Linked DNA regions of Mus musculus: all the other regions are linked to region 1. A link is a contact called in public HiChIP or PLAC-seq data. All regions are on one chromosome and are shown on one strand. Each heading gives the region's core, a stretch centred on a gene start, on an enhancer-like site or on the middle of the called end of the contact. The rest is flanking DNA. Distances are from core to core; before and after follow the strand shown.

What was found. HiChIP or PLAC-seq counts read pairs in DNA pulled down with a chosen protein or histone mark.
Region 2: a contact with region 1 is called in an H3K4me3 HiChIP or PLAC-seq map of pro-B cells, with 2.7 times the contacts expected there. The contact joins the enhancer-like site here to the promoter of Pdss1 in region 1. A contact is called at or near these places in 20 of 39 promoter capture datasets (the 3T3-L1 cell line, 3T3-L1-derived adipocytes, the C10 cell line and 15 more), 2 of 15 datasets of contacts at CTCF or cohesin (the NIH/3T3 cell line and large pre-B cells), 7 of 484 Hi-C or Micro-C datasets (the N1E-115 cell line, bone marrow-derived macrophages, cerebral cortex and 4 more), 10 of 115 datasets of contacts at active chromatin or transcription factors (acute myeloid leukemia, bone marrow-derived macrophages, embryonic stem cells and 7 more) and 3 of 9 other capture datasets (adipose tissue, liver and pancreatic islet).
Region 3: a contact with region 1 is called in an H3K4me3 HiChIP or PLAC-seq map of bone marrow-derived macrophages, with 3 times the contacts expected there. The contact joins the enhancer-like site here to the promoter of Pdss1 in region 1. A contact is called at or near these places in 3 of 39 promoter capture datasets (hematopoietic stem and progenitor cells, neutrophils and pre-B cells), 1 of 484 Hi-C or Micro-C datasets (Th1 cells), 7 of 115 datasets of contacts at active chromatin or transcription factors (the SCID.adh cell line, acute myeloid leukemia, bone marrow-derived macrophages and 3 more) and 3 of 9 other capture datasets (adipose tissue, liver and macrophages).

The regions. Positions count from the first base shown.
Region 1 is chr2:22,893,820-22,896,960 of GRCm38.p6, forward strand. Pdss1 (prenyl (solanesyl) diphosphate synthase, subunit 1) reads left to right here and starts at 1,703. Exons shown (of 11, transcript NM_019501.3): 1 at 1,703-1,943. The coding sequence starts at 1,812.
Region 2 is chr2:23,095,651-23,098,791 of GRCm38.p6, forward strand. The region is part of intron 10 of Acbd5 (acyl-Coenzyme A binding domain containing 5); the gene reads left to right. Among named protein-coding and RNA genes, the nearest start is that of Acbd5, 28 kb to the left of the region's middle. Within about 2 kb of position 1,586, at least 8 of the 459 cell types and tissues checked have an H3K27ac peak or open chromatin away from gene starts, as enhancers often do. A contact at or near this core is called in pro-B cells, where this site is marked.
Region 3 is chr2:22,720,067-22,723,207 of GRCm38.p6, forward strand. No RefSeq gene overlaps it. Among named protein-coding and RNA genes, the nearest start is that of Apbb1ip, 53 kb to the right of the region's middle. Within about 2 kb of position 1,650, at least 80 of the 459 cell types and tissues checked have an H3K27ac peak or open chromatin away from gene starts, as enhancers often do. A contact at or near this core is called in the SCID.adh cell line, Th1 cells, bone marrow-derived macrophages and 3 more, where this site is marked.

The DNA of each region.
Region 1 (3,141 bases), core at 453-2,952:
TTTAAAAATGTTGGGCCTAAAGCTGAACACATTATTTTCATATTTTATATTAGGTTCATATGTCGTAGACCCCAATTCAGTTCACAGCACCCATATTCAGCTGCTCCCAAACACCTGCTCCAGGATCAGACTCCCTCTCCTGGCTAGCCTAGTTGGGTCAAAAGAAACATCTATGAATTATGTGTGTCTTCTTGATAGATTATTAGGAGTCAGAGTTTAGCTACACAACAGTGTTAGAAGCCTTAAATGACTTCACATATATTTCCTAGTTATCTTGCATCTTGGATACTACAGCTCAATGATTTTGTGTCTGTGTTGGTAATGAGGGTCTAACCTGGGACTTGACTATACTAGGAACGTGCTCTTTTGCTTATACCACAACCCACTACAACTTCTTTTTAAGAGCCAGGGCTTTTGTTTTAATCTGGATAATTTTTACATTAAAAAATGCCCAGCAGAATTGTGGATTGCTATCCTTCTCCCTGTGGGTTATTCCTGTTGCCCTACCTGCAAAGGAAGATTACCAATAACAATATACCACAGGTCATAACATTGTCAAAAGAACATGAAAGTATTTATTGCTACACTTATCTAGGCAAAGCCTACCTATTTGATTATTTCATTCACTCATTCATTAAGTAATTTGTGGTGTTGGGATGGAACCCAGGATGTTGTGCATGCTAGGAAAACACCCAACCACTCAGTCAAAACCCTAAACAGCAAACGTTTTATTTTGACAAGTTTCATACATGTATAACCTCCATTTTTAACATAGAAACCTAATAAGAAAATAATGAGCTCAACTTTAGGGTTAACCCTCTTTAAGTGTGTTGCAAACAAGAAAAAAAATTATGATTCAGAAAATTACAGCTGGTTTATTTCTTCCTAGGAGGGAGACTGGGAGGAGAGGGGGGTCGAGATGTAAAATGAATTAATGAATGAATGGGAAAAAAAACATCAACATGGGAAGGCAGTAAACTTCTTCAGTCTCCCCAGCGCTTGCCTCTCATTGCCTCCACCTAAGATTATGGCGTAAGATTATTACGAGCATGTATAATCATTTGATGAAAGTGTTATAAAAATGCTGTTTCAACTTCGGAATAAATCCGACATGCGACAGGCAAAATGAACAAATGAAACAACGACAATAAAAACATTTTCTTGAGCATCCTGAGCTGCACTGTATGCATTAGCAAATAGAGTTGGAAATGGGGACGCAGGTCGGTAATCTCAGCAGCAATAGGCTGAGGCAGGATGGTCAATTTGAACCCAATCTGGTCTATACAAAGCCAATCTGGTCTACACGGCGAGATAAGATAACGAAAAAAAATTAATTTTGCGTAGTTCATTACATCCAAGGGTTGGTCTCCCATATCCAGACATGAACAAAACCGCTAAACTATGCATGTATACATCTCTAAGGCTTTCAGGATAGAGTCCAAAAGCTAAGAGATAAGGTCAACTTAGCTTCTGTTACACAATAACCCACAGCGTAGACTAATTAGAGGAAGTTGGCACGTCCACTCGGAGCTTGGCATTGCGAAAACAATGGCCTCAGGGTTAGCAGGTACCGGAACCAGATTTCTGCACGCTTTGTCCCGCGTAGGACAACAGTTCGGACGCACATTTCTGGATAAAAGCGGACGCGGCTCCCGACTAGAGCCAGTGGCTCCGAGGAGGGTTGAAGAGGACAGGCGACCGGGTGGGGAACAGGGTGCGGCTTCGCGCTTCCGGTGCCCAGCTTCCGGCTCCGGGTTTGGGCTTGGGGCAGAGGCGGAGCTACGGCCCGCCGCGACTTTCAGACTTGAACCATGGCTATGCGCTGGTCGTGCTGGCGGCGTGGCTGCTCCTGGAGGCCGACCGCGGTCGGGAGCCCGCGGCGGGAACGACCTGGCTGTGTGGAGCCTCTCGGAACACGTGCCGCCTCGGACACCCGCGCGCAGGTGAGGCCGGGACGCGCGCGCTGTCCGCGGCGTAGAGGTCACCATGCCAATGACAGCCGGCGATCCAATGAATGGGAGGATGCGCACGTGCGCCGGGGCCTGCAGTCCCCACTGGGTGGGACACCCGGGAAGTGGGACTAGTCGCGGGGCCAGAAGTGCGGAGCTGCTGATCGGGCATCCAGAAGACATTGGGGTTGAGGTAGAGGGAGCGGCGGAGCGCAGCCCTGTTAAGCCGGGGCTACCCGGGTGTGTCGAGAGGACAACCAGAGCCAAAGGGACCTCTGCTTTCACTTTCCTAGCAATTTCGGGTTTCGGATCCAGTTAGCCTCAAAATTCGGAAAGGGTGTTGTAGCGACGCAAAGTGATGCTAGCCAGGGTGGACTTCAGTGCTGCAGGTGCTTACAAGAGAACGCACGCCTGAAAGGCGCTGGAAGGACACTAGAAGGAGAAGAGCCGAAGGGTGTCATGAGAGACCTATGACTTCTTTGAAGTAAAATCATTATCTAATTAGTAATTGCGGATTCTTAAAACTGTCTCCTACTGCGTTTGATTACAAATTCATTTTCTTTTGGTTTTTAGCCCTGTAAATGACTCTCGCTTCTGTGTGAGTTGGGTCAGTCCGTGCCGTGCTTTACCTGGCAGTATCTGCAGACTGACTTTTGAAGTTAGTGTTTTTTTCACTTTGGGTTTTGGAGACCTTTCCGGCCACCGAGTAATTGTATAAGTAATTCATCTTTCATTTTAAAAATAATCACCCACCTCTTAAATTTTAGTACTATTTGGTACATTTCATATGTCAGTGTACTTATCAAACTCTATACTAGGAGGAGATGTGTAACATTTATAAATATGTGGCTTGTACTAAACAAGATGCATAAAACGGATTATCCAAAAAAGAATTTGGAGAGAAAATGCAAGCTGCTCTAAATAGAAAGAATAACAAATAAGAGAAAGAGAGCATGTAGGAAGAATCTTAGAGGAAGATAGGCTTTGTAGGGATCCATTTTGATACTGCAAGCTAGACTTTAGAGGGTTTGGGGTTTTATCTCTATAGAAAGGAAGGAAGGAAGGAAGGAAGGAAGGAAGGAAGGAAGGAAGGAAGGAGAAAAAGGAAAGGAAAAAGAAAAGAAACCTCACCTGTGAAAAGAGTTTTTCTGGAAAGAATCTTTGTCATTGGCATCCATATCCGTTTCCTTGA
Region 2 (3,141 bases), core at 336-2,835, 200 kb after region 1:
GTATAACCCAGTCATAGCTTGAGTTCAGTCCCTGCCATTGATAGAGAAAAAGAAAGGGAAAAAGTAGGATTGAGAAATAAGCATTTGAACAAAGTATGGATACTTCTCAAATTTCAATAGGGTTAAGGCCCAATACGTCCTTTATAACTTGTATTATAAGTTAATATTCATATAGCCTAACTGTCTTCACTATACTCAGAACACTTGTCAGCCTGCTCTTGGGCAAAGTCATCTAACACAAAGCTTGTTTAAAAATAAACTGTACTTAAGGGGCTGAGAGATGGCTTGGAGATGAAGAGTATTTGTTGCTCTTGCAAAGGACCTAGGTTCAGTTCCCAACACCTATATCAGGGCTCAGAACTGCGTGTAATTCCTGTTCTGGAAATTGAGCACCCTTTTCTGGCTCTGTAGACACCTGCACAGACATAAACATATTCTCTCTCTCTCTCCTGCACAGACATAAACATATTCTCTCTCTCTCTCACACACACACACACACACACACATACACACATACACACACACAGAGAGAGAGAGAGAGAGAGAGAGAGAGAGAGAGAGAGAGAGAGAGAGAGAGAGAGGAGAGGGGCAGACAGACAGACAGACAGACAGATCTTAAAACATACCATACTCCAGGTGAAGACTACATTACTGTATTGGTATTCTTTTGTACTGCTGCAGTGCTGAAGAACTATATGTAGAGTCTGTGTATTTGGGAGAAGCTTTTGTACACAAATACATAGAAGTAGAGACGATATCAGGGATTGCATTCTATACTCAGTTTACTGACTTTATATAGGCCTAGCCCTTTACTTGCATTATATATAGAACTGTATCCAGAGCTTAAATTAACTGGGGTGTGCTTTCACACTTATTTCCTGCTTATACCTTTGAACCAAGAGTGTGTGGGAAAGGCAAGAAGGAAATACCCTTAGCTTCTGTTATGAGGAAAGATCAGTAACACTCCATTTCTATAAGAGTATACAATAGCTGGGTGTGGTGGAGCATGCCTTTAACCCCAGCACTTGGGAGGCAGAGGCAGGTGGATTTCTGAGTTCAAGGCCAGCCTGGTCTACAAAGTGAGTTCCAGGACAGTCAGGGCTATACAGAGAAACCCTGTCTTGAAAAACCAAAAAAAAAAAAAAAAAAAAAGAGTATACAGTATGCTTGTTTCTTACATGTGAGGACTCAAATCTCAGCAACACACTACACACGTGGACACATGTGCACAGAGAGAGAGAGAGAGAGAAGGAAGGAGAGGAGAGAGAAAACACATGAAGGACAAGAGGGGAACAACATAAACCTCTCATTAGCTTTCTGAAAAATAAGTTGGCAATACTAAAAACCTTGACAAATTTGAAATATTTTGATTCAATAGCATCATATTACAATCTGTAAATCTGTACTAAAGGCATTTGATGGTTAATAATTGGTTGCCAACCTGATAGGATTTAGGGTCACCTAGGAGTCAAGCCACTGGGCAGGCTTAAGAGAAATGTCTAGTAGATTAATTGATCTAGGACTTTGAATAAAAAAAGAGGAACTGAAATAAGCACTGGTATTCATTGAACTCTGCTTTCTAACTTCACACCCACTGTGATGTGTAGCCCCATGCTCCTGCTGCTATGTTAGCCCTGTGATGGACTTCCTCTTGACTGGAGGCCCAGATAAAACCTACCTTCTTCCTTCAGTCTGTCCCTCCCTCCCTCCCTTTCTCTTTTCTTTCTTTCCTTCCTTTCCTTTTCCTTCCTTTCCTTTTCCTTCCTTCCTTCCTTCCTTCCTTCCTTCCTTCCTTCCTTCCTTCCTTCCTTCCTTCCTTTCTTTTTTTTGAGATAGGCGCTTTCTTGACTGTCCTGGAACTTATTCTGTAGATGAAGCCCGCCTCAAACTCATAAAGATCTGCTTGCCTCTGCCTCCCAAGTGCTGGGATTAAAGGTGCATGCCATTACTGCTTTGCTAAAGCTTTCCTTTCTTAAGTTGCTTTGACTAGGTAATTTGTTCAGCAACCAGGAAAGTAACTAACATAGGAGTCAACAAAAATTTAGAGGTAGATTAATATACAAAGACATTTATTGCAACATTATTTGTATTAACAAAAATTTGGTTTGAAGCCTGAGAGATGGTAAAATTTCTTGCTACATACACCTGATGGTTCAGTCCCTGGATCCCACAGTGGAGCAAAAGAGTGATTTTTGATAGTTGTCCTAGGACTTTCATATGTGCCATGGCACACAGACATCATACACATAATTTTAAAATAATTGTAGGCTTTTTTTTTTTTTTTTTGAGATGAGGTCTCCCTATATAGCCCTGGCTATCCTTGATCTCTACATAGACTAGACTGGCCTTGAACTCATAGAGATCTGCCTGTCTTTGACTCCCAAATGCTGGGATTAAAGGAGTACAATACCACACCCAGTCTTTTTTTTTTTTTTTTTTTGAGATTTATTTATTTGCTGGACAGTGCACGCCTTTAGTACTTGGGAGGCAGAGGCAGGTGGATTTCTGAGTTCGAGGCCAGCCTGGTCTACAGAGTGAGTTTCAGGATAGCCAGGGCTAGACAGAGAAACCCCGTCTCAAAAAACAAACAAACAAACAAACAAACAAACAAACAAAAAACCCAGATTTATTTATTTTGAGTGCTCTATCTGCATGTACACCTGCATGCCAGAAGAGGGCATCAGATCCTATTGGAGATGGTTGTGAGCTACCATGTGGTTGCTAGAAACTGAACTCAGGTCCCCTGGAAGGACAGACACTGCTGAGCCATCTCTCCAGCCCCCACACCTAGTCTTAAAATAATTGTTTTCTGTTTTTTTTTTGTTTGTTTGTTTGTTTGTTTTTTTTCTGACAGAATCTCATGTATGCTAGGCTAGCCTTGACCTCTTTATGTAGCCCAGGACTACCTTGCACCTCTCCTTTTCCTGCATCTACCTCCCAAGCATGTGCCACTCACTGTACCTGGTTGTGTATTAGCAGAATTTTATAATTTCTGGTCCGGTGTGCAGAATGGTTGAATCAATTATTTCATTTTTATATTAAGGAATTTATGAAATTATATAAGTGTTTTTGGAGTAAGAGTCAGTGGTGGAGAGAAATGCTTGTAATATGATTTAAATAGTAAATAATCATGAAGGATAA
Region 3 (3,141 bases), core at 400-2,899, 170 kb before region 1:
TCTCTAGCTCCTACATTGGAATAGATGACTGTGAACATCCACTTCTGTGTTTGCCAGGCACTGGCATAGACTTACAAGGGTCCTGTCAGCAAAATCTTACTGGCATATGCAATAGTGTCTCGGTTTGGTGGTTGTTTATGGGATGGATCCCCAAGTGGGGCTGTCTCTGGTTGGTCCTTCCTCCCATCTCAGCTCCAAACTTTGTCTCTGTAACACCTTCCATGAGTATTTTGCTCCCCATTCTAAGAAGGAACAAAGTATCCACACTTTGGCCTTCTTTCTTCTTGAGTTTTATGTGTTTTGCAAATTGTATCTTGGGTATTCTAAGTTTCTGGGCTAATATCTGCTTATCACTGAGTGCATGTCATGTGTGTTCTTTTGTGATTGGGTTACCTCACTCAGGATGATATCCTCCAGATCCATCCATTTGCCTAAGAATTTCATAAATTCATTATTTTTAATAGCTGAGCAGTACTCCATTGTGTAAATGTACCACATTTTCTGTATCCATTCCTCTGTTGAGGGACATCTAGGTTTTTTTCAGCTTCTGGCTATTATAAATAAGGCTGCTATGAACATAGTGGAACATGTGTCCTTTTTACAAGTTGGAACATTTTCTGGGTATATGCCCAGGAGTGGTATTGCTGGATCTTCTGGTAGTACTTTGTCCAGTTTTCTGAGGAACCGCCAAAGTGATTTCCAGAGTGGTTGTACCAGCTTGCAATCCCACCAGCAATGGCAGAGTGTTCCTCTTTCTCCACATCCTCCCCATCGTCTGCTATCACCTGGATTTTTTATCTTAGCCATTCTGACTGGTGTGAGGTAGAATCTCAGGGTTGTTTTGACTTGCATTTCCCCGATGATTAAGGATGTTGAACATCTAAAATATGAATTTTAAGGAAATGTTTCTACCTAGAGTTTCAAGCATTTTAAGTACAATTTAATTATGCCCTCATGACAGCAATATGTTTTGCATTGAGGCTTCATTTGGAATACATTTCCTCAGAACTGAAAGAAAAGGGATGAGCTGCATTTGGCCAGGCAGCTCTTCCCTGTGAGGTCCCTTCCCTTAGTGTACAATGTAACTGTGGGTGGAAAGCTCATGAAGTATTTAGTCTATAACCAATAGATATTTGACAGAAACATAGCAAACCAACATTGAGTTGAATGCTTAAAGATGTATGTTTCTTTCTCAATCCTTTCTACCTTATAATCATATCACAAAACTATAGTTCTCTAAACACTGACTCCTTGAGATGAAACCACCTGATGCCCTTTTATATTGCCACTGTTGTAGCTCATTTTAGCATTTAGTCAATATTTGGAAACTGTTACCAATGCTACTACGCTCTGGTAACTGGTGTTCACTGACACCCCTATAGTTTCAGCTCATTACCCCTGCAGGGTCTGACCATTCCAGTGTCTTCCTAGAGCAGTTTATCTCCTCAGCCACCATTTATTTCAGGCAGTGTTTATACTCAAATTCTTTCTCTCTAGTGTTCACTTCTCTGTCTTGGGGATCATCCTACCTGAGGAAAATTATATTCTGTCAGTCTTTTTCTTATCTTCTGGTCCTCCCATGTGGAAGGAAATATGGAGAGCAGCCCCACCACGTTTGTGTGAGGCTCTGAGGCTCTAACCCACACTTCCTGTGAGCTCTCCTCGGCATTAGCAAAGTTCTAGCTTGTGCACATCTTTCACCTCTATTACTAAGGACACACAGAAAAACATTTGGTATTCGTGCCATTTTTCTTACTTTTCGTCTTTAATTCTCTATCGTGATTCTTAGAAATGGAAGTGCTTTTCTTTTTCCGTTTTATCTATTCTTCTTACGTAATTATAGTCCTCCATTTCCTTTCACAAACACAGGGTGGATCTGAGCACATTTAAATCAAAAGAAAGTGTGTCTGAGTCACAGGCATACTGAAATGGCCTGACTGCTTGCTCTGTGCGCTATGTTTGAAATGCCATACTTCCCCCCAGTGGTCAAGTGTGAAATAACAACCTTTGCTGTATAATGCATTGGAAGTCTCTAAAGAGAGACCATTGTTGGAGATGTAGTCTCAGCTGCAATAGAAACCCAAGACTGGAGGATCATTGAGAGAAGCTGAGGCTTGGCACCATGTGACAATGTCAAAGTCCCTGAAGAGGCCAGACCAGTCCATTTTTGAAGATGCTGGCTCATCATTGTAGATGTCTGAACCAACTTGAGACAACCTCTGTGCACAGCAGCAGGTGTGGAGTGAAACCAAGCCCACCAAACAAGCTGTTTGTACTTCATATGCCAGAGCCAAAGAAGTGGAATTGCCAAAGCTCTTCAGAACATAGAAGTTCATGAGTGTCCCAGATGCTGGAAATGGAGCTCCAGGCTTGACTGGTAGGATAGATAATGTTGGTTGTATGTTGATTTGATTGGAACTGTGCTCTAACACTTCACTCCGGAAATCATGTGACATATCTTGGAATTTACAGGAGCCCATCGTTAAGAGACTGTATTTTTAAAGAGAATTTGAACTTCTAAAATGTTGTAAATTTTCAAACAATGGGGGGGGGTAAAGTTATTGTATGTTTTACTTGTGATACTAACATGAGATCTTGGAGATAGACAAGAAAGAAAAGATTATGGTTTAATAGTGATGTATTTGTGTGTCAAGTTGACAATGGTCAATTTGTGTTGGTTAATTTTTTTTCAGTTTGACAGAAACCTAACATACCTGGAAAGAAATTTCAATTAAAGAATTTATGTTGGGCATATCTGTGGATCATTTTCTTGATTATTTATTATAATGGGATGGCCCAGCCCACCCATCCCTGGACAAGTGGCTGTGTATAAAAGCAGCTGAACACACCAGTAAGCAGCATCCCTTCACAGTCCCTACCTCAGGTCCTGCCTCCTGGTAGCTGCCTGAGTTCCTGCCCTGACTTGCCTGTGATGCATCCTGATACAGGAGTTAGACAATGACACAGACTCTATCTTCCCCAGTTGTTTTTAGTCATGGTGTTTTAGCACAGAAGCATACTGCAAACTTGATCAAGTAGAATTCTACTACCATACAGCAAACAGTACAAATTAGGAAATGTGCATACATGCTATAGGAGACAGGAAGTAAAGAGATACAGTAAGAAACCACAGACCAAACA